2 separate regions of the Mus musculus genome follow, and region 1 is linked to region 2. The links are chromatin contacts, called in public Hi-C maps. All regions are on one chromosome and are shown on one strand. The core of a region is the stretch at or near the end of the contact, and the rest is flanking DNA. Distances in the headings are between cores, read along the strand shown.

Region 1 (6,208 bases), core at 1,171-3,670, 590 kb after region 2:
GTGAGTTATAACACAAGGCAGAACCCAGATAACACTTGGAAAGCATGTGGGTGTTCTGGGTGGTCTTGTGGAGCCTGAGGCGAGGTAGGGGCGGAGCCTGAGAGTCAGGGGTGGAGCCTTAAGCAAGGCAGGGGTGGAGCCTGAGGAGAAGCAGGGGTGGAGCCTGAGGAGAGGCAGGGGTGGAGCCTGAGGAGAGATGGGGCGGAGCCTGAGGAGAGACAGGGGCGGAGCCTGAGGAGAGACAGGGGCGGTGCCTGAGGAGAGGCAGGGGTGGAGCCTGAGGAGAGACAGGGGTGGAGCCTGAGGAGAGACAGGGGCGGAGCCTGAGGAGAGGCAGGGGTGGAGCCTGGAAGCAGCCCCCAGGCAAGGCAGAGCCCTCTCTGATTTCAGCCTTGTTCTTGCAGGGGAACTCTTTGACTTGGATGCTACTTCTCTGCAGCTCAAAGTCCTTCAATATGTGAGTCCCTGAGCATCTATCTCCTCTTCCACCCTCTCTCTCTCCAAAGACCAACAGACCCTTGACCCCATCACCTCTGTTCAGATTGGGACACCCCACCCTCTCTTCTCTTCTACAATCCTGAAAAACCCAGAGAGGCTAGCGGGTGTTCCAGCCCCGCCCTCAGCCTGGCTCTGTCTGTCCCCCTGCAGCTGCAGCAGGAGACACAGGCCACTCACTGCTGCCTCCTGCTGGTGTCGGAGGACAATCTACAGCTTTCCTGCAAGGTGAGGGTTCAAGTCCACGGTGAGGCGGGGCAACCCGTGTCTGCCTTTCCTCCCATAAACCTGTCTCCATTCCTGGGTCCCACAGGTCATTGGAGACAAAGTGCTGGGAGAAGAGGTCAGCTTTCCAGTGAGTTCCATCTCCATCCTCAGCATTGGAGCCTGCAGGGACCAGGAAGGCCTAGCAACTGGGGCCACCTAGATGTCTTGGTGGGAGCAGTCCAGGTCGTGAGAGCTACTTAGAAGAATTACGAAGGAGCCCTGTCTCTCATGATCAGACTCTAGTAGAAGCAAGCTCGTAGAGGAAGCCTTAGATGAGACAGGCTTGAGTGTTTCTAGACACGAACCTGTTAGAATCTCTTGAGATCAGTGAGACTCTTTGGGGTCTGCTTATCACTCTCTAGTTAGGGAAAACCCTCAAGTTCACTATTGATTACCAAGTCGTCCCTCTCCAACCCCCCCCCCCCACTTCTCTCCTCTGCTTCTCAGCATCAGCTCCATCCATTCCTGAACTGTTCAAAGGGTTTGTTGAAACTTCCAGACTTGGAAGGCAAGGATGGGTTGACCCAGGGAGAGCTGGGCCAACGGGGTCTCTCTTCACTTTCCAGTTGACCATGGGACGTCTGGGGCAGGTGGTGGAAGACAAGCAGTGTATCCAGTTGAAGGACCTAACCTCTGTAAGCCATGGCCATGCTGAGCCAAGGGAGAGGGAGGGGGAAACCCTTTGCTCAAGCCCCAGTGTCTTTGGAATGGGGTAGCCTAGAGATGGGGAGACAAGACCCAGACTTGGTGACACCCTGTCCTCGTGCCATAACGGGCTTCGGAGTGTGGTGAGAGCTAGGGAAGAGGCACACTGCCCCTCCTCACTGTTCCTTCATCTCTGCAGGACGATGTGCAACAGCTGCAAAACATGTTGGGTTGTGAGCTGCAGGCTATGCTGTGTGTCCCTGTCATCAGCCGAGCCACTGACCAGGTGGTGGCCCTGGCTTGCGCCTTCAACAAGCTTGGAGGAGATTTGTGAGTTTGAGAGTGGGGGTGTCATGGCACTATGGCAATAGCCCCAGGTTCTAGGGGGTCTGAAGTGGGAGGATCACGGGAGCCTAGAAGTTCCAGGCCAGCCTGAGCAACATGTACATAAGCCTGCCTCAAATAAACAGTGGCCTGAGGAGGAACCCACATTTTGGTCTGAGGGCAGTCAGAGCTTTCCCTAGAGCTCTGTGCCTGAAGGGGGAGAAGGCATGGTGTGTAGTCCCAGTGTGAAGAGTTTCATTAGCTGGCAGATAGGAGCTTCCTGGTAGCATGCAGGAAAGGAGAAAGGGGCCGAGAAGGCCATCTTCCCTGTCCTCTCTGCTGACCCCCAGCCCGACTTCCAGCTTCACAGATGAGGATGAACACGTGATCCAACACTGCTTCCACTACACAGGCACGGTGCTCACCAGCACCTTGGCCTTCCAGAAGGAGCAGAAGCTCAAGTGTGAGTGCCAGGTGAGTGCCTGCCTTGAGCTTTTCCCAAGAACCTGCGCGCGCCAGCCCCAGAAGGCTATCCACGAGGGTGATGCTGCCTGGGTTATCTAGGCCAGTGGCAGCACTGTGGCTGGGTAACCTAGTGACCTGGAAGTCCCTTAAAGAGAGAGAGGTCAGTATTTCCCTGGGCTCTAGGCATTGTCTGTGATTGCCCTCTAGTGTCTAACACGGGCACTACCACAACATCTGGGCAGCCAGAGGCAAAGGTGGCAGCCGTTTGAGACCCAAGAACTTCACTATTCTTCCCCAGCTCCTTCACTTAGTACCCAAAGGGTTTCATTAGGCACGTCAGTTGCCAGCCTGCTCTAGGAGCACTTGGGAAGGGATGAGAACATCCCGGGCCATCTTTACGATCTTCACTTCCTCCTTCCCAGGCTCTTCTCCAAGTGGCAAAGAACCTCTTCACCCACCTGGGTGAGTGATGTGTCTCCCACACAAGGCGTTTGGGGAGGAGGAGATGTGGAAGAGATGCTTGCCTGGCATTCCTCAGGTCTCACGTGCTTCTCCTTCCCCCTCCTCCAGATGATGTCTCTGTCCTGCTACAGGAGATCATCACGGAAGCCAGAAACCTCAGCAACGCAGAGATGTGAGCAGAAGTGGGGTGGTGCGGGAGGGGAAGTCTCAGCCCTCACCGCCTCTGCCCCCTCCCTACCTTCTTATCTGACATTTCCTTCTGCCTGGGCCCTTGTTTCAGCCAGGACAGCGCTAACTTTGCTTGCCATGGGTTTCTATGAAACCTAGTAGGAATTTAAAACAATACAATACAAAACAAATAAAAGGCAGATGGAGAGATGTTTGGAATTGTCCAGCTCCGAGGAGAGTGTCTCACTTTAGGACACTTTCCAGGGTCTCAGTAATCGCTACACTAGCCATATGTGGTGGTTCGAGAGGCGTCAGAACCCCACGAACCAACCTCTTCTCTCCACAGCTGCTCGGTGTTCCTGCTGGATCAGAACGAGCTGGTGGCCAAGGTGTTCGATGGTGGCGTTGTGGACGATGAGGTGAGGGAGTATGGAGGGTGTCCGGGAGTAAGCAAGAGGACCTGGGGGAAAAGCCACATTTGAAAAGTGTCTATACGGCAGGCTAACTTCTTGCTTTCTATTCCATCCCTGTTTGGGCAGAGTTATGAGATCCGCATCCCGGCGGACCAAGGCATCGCGGGCCACGTGGCGACTACGGGCCAGATCCTGAACATCCCAGATGCATATGCCCATCCGCTTTTCTATCGCGGCGTAGATGACAGCACTGGCTTCCGCACGCGCAACATTCTCTGCTTCCCTATCAAGAACGAGAACCAGGGTGCCGACTCGTGGTGGCCAGGGGCGGGGCCTGAAGGGGCTGTACGGGGGTGGAGCCGGGGCGGGGACTAGGGGAAAGTGGTTCTAGGGTCGGAACCTAAAGAGCCAGGGATTGTCTAGTCTTGAGCCATTTCTTCCAGAGGAGTTAGGAGAAGGCAGGTCTCACTGGACCCCTTCACCAGCGATTCCCATTTTCTCTCTCTTCCCAGAGGTCATTGGTGTGGCTGAGCTAGTGAACAAGATCAATGGGCCATGGTTCAGCAAGTTTGATGAGGACCTGGCCACAGCCTTCTCCATCTACTGTGGCATCAGCATCGCCCACGTGAGGGAGCGCTACTGGGGCGGGGAGGGTGTCCTTCTTCTATCCCCCACATCTGCTTTCTTCGCTCTGGCCTGTCTATGCTCAGGGCTCCGATCCCAGCGAGCGGGATGCTATGCAGCCCGCCATACATGCTGGCTGCCTCTAGTCGTTCAGCATGCAAAGCTGGGGATACTATTTCTGGTCCTGTCCAACCAGCTTCTGAGGATCATGAAAGAGAAAGGAAAAGAAACAAAACAAATCAAAACCCCACCTAGTTCTGCTGGGCTAGATGGGTATATATATGGTAGTACGTGATAGTATGGGCCTATAACCTTAGGATTTGAGAGGGAGTAGCAGGAGGGTGGAGTTCAAAACCTTGGCTACCTAGCAAGTTGGAGGCCAGCCTGAGCTACATGAGAGACACTGTCTAAACAAACAAAAACCCTAACACACACATAGAAAACCCTCTTGGTAAGATTCCCTACCCACCCCAGCAACTCCAATCTACTAGTCCGTATCTTTGTAGCAAACGTTGGATCTTTCTCTCCATACTTTTGGCATCTCTAGCCTGAAAATCCAACCTAAGTACCCGAGTTAATCCCTGCTTTCTGATCTTCTCCTCCAAGGGCTACCAAGTTCAGGGGACAAAGTGCCTCAGGTGTTAAGAAACTGGGGAAGGCCAGTAAGAGAGCTGGGATTAGCATCGGGGTGGGGCCTGAACACTGGGCTATTGCTAATGGCTTATACTGGGCCCCCAACGGGAGAGGAAGGAGAACTTCTGCAGCCTGACCCGTTTGTACCAGTTCCAGGCATTCTGAGGATGTCACAGCCTTCAGCTCCAGCCCCATCTTTTCCATTTTCTCTCCTCAGTCTCTCCTATACAAAAAGGTGAATGAAGCCCAATACCGCAGCCACCTGGCCAATGAGATGATGATGTATCATATGAAGGTGAGGCTTGCTTGGAGCTTCTGTACATCTTAGGGTCTGGGAGCACCTGCTCCACATGTCTTCTCTGACTCCCAGAATCCTCTGCAACCCAGGTCCAGGCTAAGCTTGGCTATTGCTGGCTCTTGAGACTGGGAAAACAGACCCACACCAATACCTGGCCTCTGCTCTACCTAGAGGGCTTCCCCAACTTACCCATAATCCTCTCTCAAGCTTTTTTCTTAGCCTGATGTGAAGGCAGCCAACAGGCTTTCACTCAGGAGAAAATTTGGTTCGGACAGCTACCCCCACCCCACATCCAGAGAGTATGCCCGACTTGGGTAATCCCTGAAAGCTGAAAACCTTGCTCAGGGCTTTCCCCTGCCACTGTCTGGATGCAGTGGCCGTGCACCCCTGCATGATCTTAATTACTGGTACCCCAGTCCCATTACCAGGCCTGGATCAGAAGAGCTACCTCAAGTCTTAGCTTAGAGCATATGACAATCACTGTTTACTGGGTCATCTCCTCTCATCTGTGTCCCAAACTTTGGGAACAGGCACAAAGCAGTGGTATGTGGGATTGCGATTAGATACTAGAAGGCTCTCCCCGAGAGACAAACTGATAGACTTGGTGTCTGTGAAAGGCTAGCTACCAGGCATTGGAGTATCACAAACAGGCATTCTTTTTTTTTTTAAAAAAGAAAGATTTTATTTATTTATCATATGTAACTGCACTGTAGCTATCTTCAGACACTCCAGAAGAGAGCATCAAATCTCATTAAAGATGATTGTGAGCCACCATGTGGTTGCTGGGATTTGAACTCAGGACCACTGGAAGAGCAGTCAATGCTCTTAACCTCTGAGCCATCTCTCCAGCCCACACACCAGCATTCTTTATCTTTGCCTAGAATTGTCAGACATGGATGTGGTCATCCGGGCATAGGCAGGGGGCACAGGCATGTGGGCTGCAGTGCTGTGGTGATCTTTCCAGTGGCATATATAGAGAGTTAGTATCCAGCTTGGTGTATGCTGGACAAGGGATACCGCATCTGCATGGAAATTTGATGGGAGAGCACCAGAGAGGGAGGAGGCCATCTTCTCATGCCTGGCTTGCCTGCTCTAGGTCTCTGATGATGAATACACCAAGCTTCTCCACGATGGCATCCAACCTGTGGCCGCCATTGACTCCAACTTTGCCAACTTTACCTACACGCCTCGGTCTCTGCCTGAGGACGACACTTCTATGGTAAGCTGGCCCTTCCCAGTCTAGCTGGGTCATGGGGGTGGAGGGTGGGAAGTATAGATATCAGTTAGATGTGCATAAGAACTCTCGGGTGAGGCAGGAACTCCAAGGATGGTTATGGAGTCTCCTTCAGAGTTAGGCCAGGTATGCCTTTCACCATTATGGGGTCACAGGGTAGCCTAGGGGACAGCAGTGGGC
Region 2 (6,312 bases), core at 2,826-5,325:
GGTGACTGAGGTCATACTGGGAGAAAGGCATGGCTGATGAAGCCCAAGTGAGGAAGCTGGGGCTCTAGGACTGCACTTCCACCAAGCACTGCTAGGTGGCAGCAGAGGCCTGCAGGACTGGGATTGTAGGGCATGTGGTTTGAATTTAACTGCATGATTTTTTTTTTTTTAATGTGGGGTTTTTTTCTTTTCGTTTTTTTCTGTCACTCCACCCCTTTCAGTTTCAAGAGGATACAGCTGAATCTTCTAGGTTTCAAAAGAAAAGTTCCTTATCCCAGATAACAGAAGTAGGAGATGGGGGCTGGAGGGTAAGTCGGACCTCAGCAGACGTGAAAAGCATCGGATGAGCCAGTCCACTCTGAACTCAACCTCTCTGCCCACTTCTCCCCCGTAGCCACCATTTTACAGGTCAGGAGCCAGGCATAACTGAGTGTGAGACCTTGGAGGAGAATGCTAACAAATCTGTATTCTAAGTTTGTATTTTAGGGGCTCCTAGGATATCCCTGCCAGTCCTGCACACAGGACTGTGCCCTGCCTTGGCTTGGAACCCCAGGATGTGTTGACTTCCAGGAGACTTTCCCTAACAGCTCTAAAAATTCAAATATCCAAACCATGTTCAGAATGCTACCCAGGCCGGCCGGGGCCCCACATGGTCTGAACTTCAACTCCTACCTTCATGTAGCTGTAAATACCTTTCCTCAGTGTCTATTTCCCTACCTGGAACATGCCAGATCTACAGCTCAGTGGCTGTTCTACAAAGAATGGCTCCCTACCATCTCCACCCATCTTGGTAGTACGGAGGGAGGCTGGGGTGAAGGGTCGTGGGAACGGAAGTTTCTAGGGTTTGATTCCAGCCCCTCCAATTCCCTCCTTTCTTCAGACCAGGCACATGGGGGCGGGGGGCTCCATTTGTACACTGTTGATAGAGATGGGGTGTCTTGCCTGTAGGGCGGAAGATGATTCATTGGGCCTTGGGCCAGGCACCCTGGGAAAGGCCAAGCCGGCCCCAGGCCAGTGCCCCAGGGAATAAAGGACAGGGCCTGACTGGGCTGTGTATAAATCCTAGGGACTCTCAAAGCCCGCAGCCAAAAGACGCCATCTTCCCCACTTAGACAATGCCAGAAACCCTTCTGCTCAGGCCACCAAAGGCCCCGGGAAATGAGGTGGCCGAGTTCCGCCTGCTGCTGTGCCCTCCCAGCCCTCAGCACGGGGTCCATCCCCACACGCACCTTGCCCTTGGCTGGGTCAAGTCCCATTTAATCTATTCTCTGCTTTTTCCAGGGAGCCTTAAATCTCCTCCCTCACCAACCTCACCTCAGGCCAGGGCAGGCGCCAACTGCCCCACCAACTGCCCCGTTGTGACTCCCAAATCAGTCCATCCTTTTTATTATGCTACAGACCTATGAGGACGCTACCTCGGGCACCAGGGGGCAGTAACAAGATCTGGGAGCTCCAGGATAGAGGAGGCACCACTAAGGCCTAGAGCCGTTTCCCCAGGGCATACAGTCAGCACACAGGTGTGAATAGAGACAAAGACAGCAAGTGTCCGCAGGATGAATAGGCACAGCGAGGAGGCCACGGGTGTCTATGATCAACCTCCTAAAATGAAAGGGCAGTAGGGCAGACCCCACCACCAACACCCTTCTCTCTCTTTGTTTTGTGATTTGGGTTTTTTGGAGACAGGGTTTCTCTGTGTAGCCCTGTCCTATCCTGGAACTCACTTTCTAGACCAGTTCCCACAGAGTTCTGCTTGCCTCTGCCTTCCAAGTGTCAGGAAAAAGGTGTGCGCTGCCAGCTGCCACCACTCAGCGGGCGCCATTCCTTTCTGCTGGACGAATGGTATTACTTCCCAGCACAGAATGTCTCAGGACCTCAGGGGTTTTTTGTTTGTTTGCTTGTTTGTTTTTTTGTTTGTTTGTTTTAAAGAGACAGGGTTTCTCTGTGTAGCCCTGGCTGTCCTGGAGCTAGCTCTGTTGACCAGGCTGGCCTCGAACTCAGAGCTCTGCCTGCCTCAGCCTCCTGGGAATTAAGGCGTGTACCACCATAGTCCGGTAGGGCCTCAGGGTTTTAGGGTCTCTTCACTTGGCCAGAAGTACCCACGTAGCTGGGATATACTGTGACCTCACCTTACTCCGACCGTGCCCTCCAGGGTATACTGTTACCAAGTGGTTACATCAACCCTAGTGTGTCGGGCTCAACCCAGACCTGACAGAAGTTTCTGTCATCACACCAGGCCAGTTTGCTCTGCTTCCTTCCCAGTGGGGGCTCAAGGGCCACCACTAGGCCTGGGCCACACTGGCAGATGTGATTTCTGCTGACCACCAGCAGCTTGTGCTTCTAGGCTCTTCTGTGCTTTCCCCATCAATTAGTGAGCAGCCCTAGAGCTGAACAGAGAAGCTCCCAGAAGATGCTCATCTGAGGTCAGCCAGTGTCAGCCAGTGGGGTGGCTTCACGTCCCAGGACCAAAGTCCACCCTAGGAAGGCATCCTGACGGCTCAGAGGACCACTCCTGAAGCTTTGGCTTTGAGTCTTCAGAGTCTCCAGACTTGTAGCTGTCAACAGAAAGTGGCAGTGCTGTCTACTCGGTACCATGGAGTATGCAGAACAGCGCAGCACTAAGTCTCCTAAGACTCCATATCAACTCAGTGACAACACTGAGACTCAGCGCAAGTCGTGACTTGCTGGGTTCTCAAGACTAGGCAGTGGGCTGGACCCGAATCCTCCTGCAGCCACTGACCACTAAGTGGCTGGGACTTTGGATAAATCACTTAACTTTACAGAGCCCAAGGACAGGAAGACAGCAAAGATCTAAAAATAGCAGGTCTATCTGTGGAGGGATTCCACTCTCTGCTGACTAAGCACCTCCCAGGTGTTGGCTTTAACCTCAAAATAATCTCCTGGGTGGGCCCTATTATTACCTTGTGTCACTGGCGACCCAAGCAAGATCTGCCAAGCAGGCAGGACTCCACCCCAGGGGACCCTGGGTAGAAAAGTTGGGACAGTTTACATCTGTCTAGAGTGCCAGGAGGAGGGCTTCTTCCAGCCAGGGGTTAGCCTGAGAGTGTCAGCCTGGGCTCTCCGCACATGGACTCTACCTACACAGCCCGCGTCAACTCCAGCTACAGGGAAGGGAGGGCTCCTGAGTCATGGGCCCTTAGGAAGACCTCTGAAAAGTTACAGAGAAGGAGTCCACTGTATTATCAAATGAAAGCATAGGGCACTCCTATCGACAAACTGTATTGCCTCAATGTCATCTAAAAATAAAGATAGAGAAAGAGATAAAGACAGAGAGAAAAGGGACACACCTGGAAGAAGCCACCAGAATGTCAACGGTAGGCGGGGCCTAGGGCATGGGAACAGGACAGAATAATACACAGCCAGGGACACTCTTGATGGCTGACTGACTCAGAAGACCAACCTGTACCTCGATTTTTCTCATCTATAATGCAGGGATTAGAAAGCACTTATTTCGCACAGTACCAGGAGTCAAGACGCCACTCAACAAATACTGGCTGTTATAAATAAGGCTGAATCGTTACATCAGGAAGAAGGCTCTAAGAGACTCTTGAAAGGCAGATGTCTAAGAACGACCAGTTTAGCCTCCTCCAAAATAGTCCCTGGCAGTCCTTGCTTGCACATCCCACAGAACTGAAGGGCTCAGTCACTCCCTCCACTGGTACTCTGGGAACAGCTTACCCTATGGAGGAAGGGCCAACATGTGCTGGACCCTCTAATGTCTGGGTACCAGCTCAGACTACCAAGGCCAATAGAATGGCTGGGATGTTGGGAGGATCTTCCCCCACCTACCATTCCAAAATGTTTGGTCTAGGGTTTTTCTATGGGGGTGATTCTCTAAGTAAGGTTGGAGGCTTTCTCTGTGGCTCTCAAGGCCCCTGCCTAGATGGTCACCTCTGTCCATCCCACTCTGTGCCTCAACAGACAACTATCTGCTGGCAGTCCTAACGGCCTTTCCCATTTTCTTGTTTGGAAAACAAACGAGAAACCAGCTGGGCCTGACCTCCTCCCCAGCCTTCTCCTGACTCCCTAGTCCCTAGGGGTGGGAGGCCCTTCTGCCTCCTCCCTGGACAAGGGCCTTGTGGAAAACCCCAGAGGAGAGGCCTTGTGAGCTGGTTGTTGCCATGGCAATGGCAGCCCTGGAATTTGACCACTGGGGCCCTGGAGTGGGGGTGGGGAGTTGGTATAGGCCATGCTGGGGGCAGGGAGGAAGGTCCAGAAGCCCAGAAGCAGGAGATGGCAATCCAAGGCCCCTCCATGGCCTCAGTATCCCCATTATAAAGGGAGTGAGGAATGGCTCCCAGGATCTCTCTTCTCTGTTCTGATGGATGGGGGAGACAGCCAGGGAGAGGCCAACTGTGCTCTTTGATAGATAACTAGGACTCCAAGGGACAAGGACTCACTAGAAATCAAAAGCCAAGTCCACAGCAGTGGCGGAGTTAGTTAGCTTCTGAGATGTGACCTCTCCACACTCTGGCATCTCTGTGTCTCTGGAGAGGATGAGGGTGCCTGCTCAGGGTGGTGACGGCTGGACTAAGAGCTCTCCTGAGACAGAGTATAATGTGTCTGCTCATGGTAACCCTTGCCGTTCCTGGATCTGGAGGGCGGGCAGAGGGCCTGCCCCTCCCGGCTTGCTGTGCCAGGCTGCAGTGGGTATTTTTAAACAGGCGCCCGCCCCTTGGCCTTCCCACCTGCCCACTCCAGGAACACAATGAGCTCGGCTGCCAGCCTTCCGTGTACTTCCGACAAGTTCCAGCAAGCCACCCTCTGCATCCCATCTCCTCCCTCCCCATCAGCCCAGCAGTCAGGATGCTATCCAGGGTCCCCTCCAGCTACAATGCTGGAGGCTCAGAGAGGTGGCGGAACTTCTGCAGAGTCACACAGCACAGATGGATTTGGAATGCTGTAACGCCAACTTGTGCCCTCACTTCCAAATGCCACCGAATTCTTCTGGTGCCACTCCAGCTCCTTCATCCTTTCTGTCCCTGACCCTCAAAAGTCACAGCCTCACTCCCCCACAGACCTTCACAGCCCCTTTCAGGAAGATAACACAACTATGACTCCTCAGCTCAAAATACCAGCCACAGGAGGAAGCAAACAGAGTTGGTGCCGTATCTCCCACTGCACAGCAGGATAAACTCCATGTGGATCCAACACTGAGATGTAAAACAAAAACCATAAGGCATCAGAGGGGTGGGAGACTGTCTAACCAGGGCTCCAAGGCCAACAGTCGGAAAACAATGGCTTGATAAATTAGACCACGTTTAAAAACAACAACAAAAACCTCTCTGGGCCAACAAGATGGCCCCGTGGGTAACGTTGGTTACGGCAAAAGCCTGCCGATCTCCAGAACCGACTCAAAGAAGACAAAAGGAAACCAATGCTACAAAATCCCTCTGCCCTCCACACGCACATCGACCAAAACTAAAAACAAGGCCTTCTGCAGAACAAAAATAGACCCCATTCAAAGACAAAAGCCAGGTGAGAAATCAGGGAAAGACACTTGCAAATCATAACTCAGTCAAAGAGCGAAATCCTCCTTCCCAGAGGTTAAACGCTTCCTAGAAATGGCTACACTGGGCACCAACAATCAACCGAGAGAGACACACGGGCAGGGGAAAAGTATGGGACAAACGTGAGTTAGGACAGTGTGACGGTGGCGGCACGGGCACCTATGACGTCATGGGTACTGGTAATTGTCCAAAAGTCAGATTTGTAAGGCCATGCCTTCACATCGCTAGAGGTACAAGCATGTAGAAACATCAAAATGCAAGTCACAAACACACGATGTCTTAGCCATCTCATGCCCCAAGGGACTCCACTCCCACAGTGAAATCATGCAGTACAACTCCTGTGCTGAAGCGTTGTTTAAACAGCAAAAGACCTGAAAATACTCTGTGGTTTCAATATTACTATTATTATTACTGTGTTGTTGTTGTTGTTGTTTTACACTGTGTGTGTGTGTGTGTGTGTGTGTGTGTGTGTGTTGTGTATATGCTTGCTCAGAGGGTAACTTGCAATTCTCCTACTACGTGCCTCCTAGAGACTGGACTGAGGTCACTAGACTTGTCAGCAAGCGCCTTTACCCACTGAGGTCAGCCTTATTTAGCTTTAGCTTTTGTTTTTGTTTTGGGGCAGTGTTTTATGATGTAGCCCAGGCTGGCCTCAACTTTTAAGACGATGCTGGTGCCTCAGCCTCCTGAGCGCAGGAATCGCAGGTACGACGCACCACATGCAGCTACATGTCCCACCGTAAAGACACTATGCAGTACAAAAAGTATATGGAAGGCTGCTGTG

The links. Hi-C and Micro-C count contacts between places; a contact is called where the count stands out from the background.
Region 1: a Hi-C map of stem cell-derived neural stem cells shows a contact between it and region 2, with 6 times the contacts expected there. The contact joins two enhancer-like sites. A contact is called at or near these places in 5 of 39 promoter capture datasets (the C10 cell line, hippocampal neurons, liver and 1 more), 5 of 484 Hi-C or Micro-C datasets (B cells, the Ba/F3 cell line, the G1E-ER4 cell line and 2 more), 2 of 115 datasets of contacts at active chromatin or transcription factors (SST interneurons and large pre-B cells) and 1 of 9 other capture datasets (embryonic stem cells).

What each region holds. Positions count from the first base shown.
Region 1 is chr7:101,501,206-101,507,413 of GRCm38.p6, forward strand. Pde2a (phosphodiesterase 2A, cGMP-stimulated) reads left to right here. Exons shown (of 30, transcript NM_001143849.2): 8 at 405-457; 9 at 649-723; 10 at 809-850; 11 at 1,329-1,397; 12 at 1,607-1,737; 13 at 2,094-2,205; 14 at 2,619-2,658; 15 at 2,767-2,830; 16 at 3,173-3,245; 17 at 3,366-3,543; 18 at 3,752-3,864; 19 at 4,714-4,791; 20 at 5,891-6,013. Among named protein-coding and RNA genes, the nearest start is that of Mir139, 29 kb to the left of the region's middle. Within about 2 kb of position 2,421, at least 37 of the 459 cell types and tissues checked have an H3K27ac peak or open chromatin away from gene starts, as enhancers often do. A contact at or near this core is called in stem cell-derived neural stem cells, where this site is marked.
Region 2 is chr7:100,907,321-100,913,632 of GRCm38.p6, forward strand. The region is part of intron 1 of Arhgef17 (Rho guanine nucleotide exchange factor (GEF) 17); the gene reads right to left. Among named protein-coding and RNA genes, the nearest start is that of Arhgef17, 22 kb to the right of the region's middle. Within about 2 kb of position 4,076, at least 84 of the 459 cell types and tissues checked have an H3K27ac peak or open chromatin away from gene starts, as enhancers often do. A contact at or near this core is called in stem cell-derived neural stem cells, where this site is marked.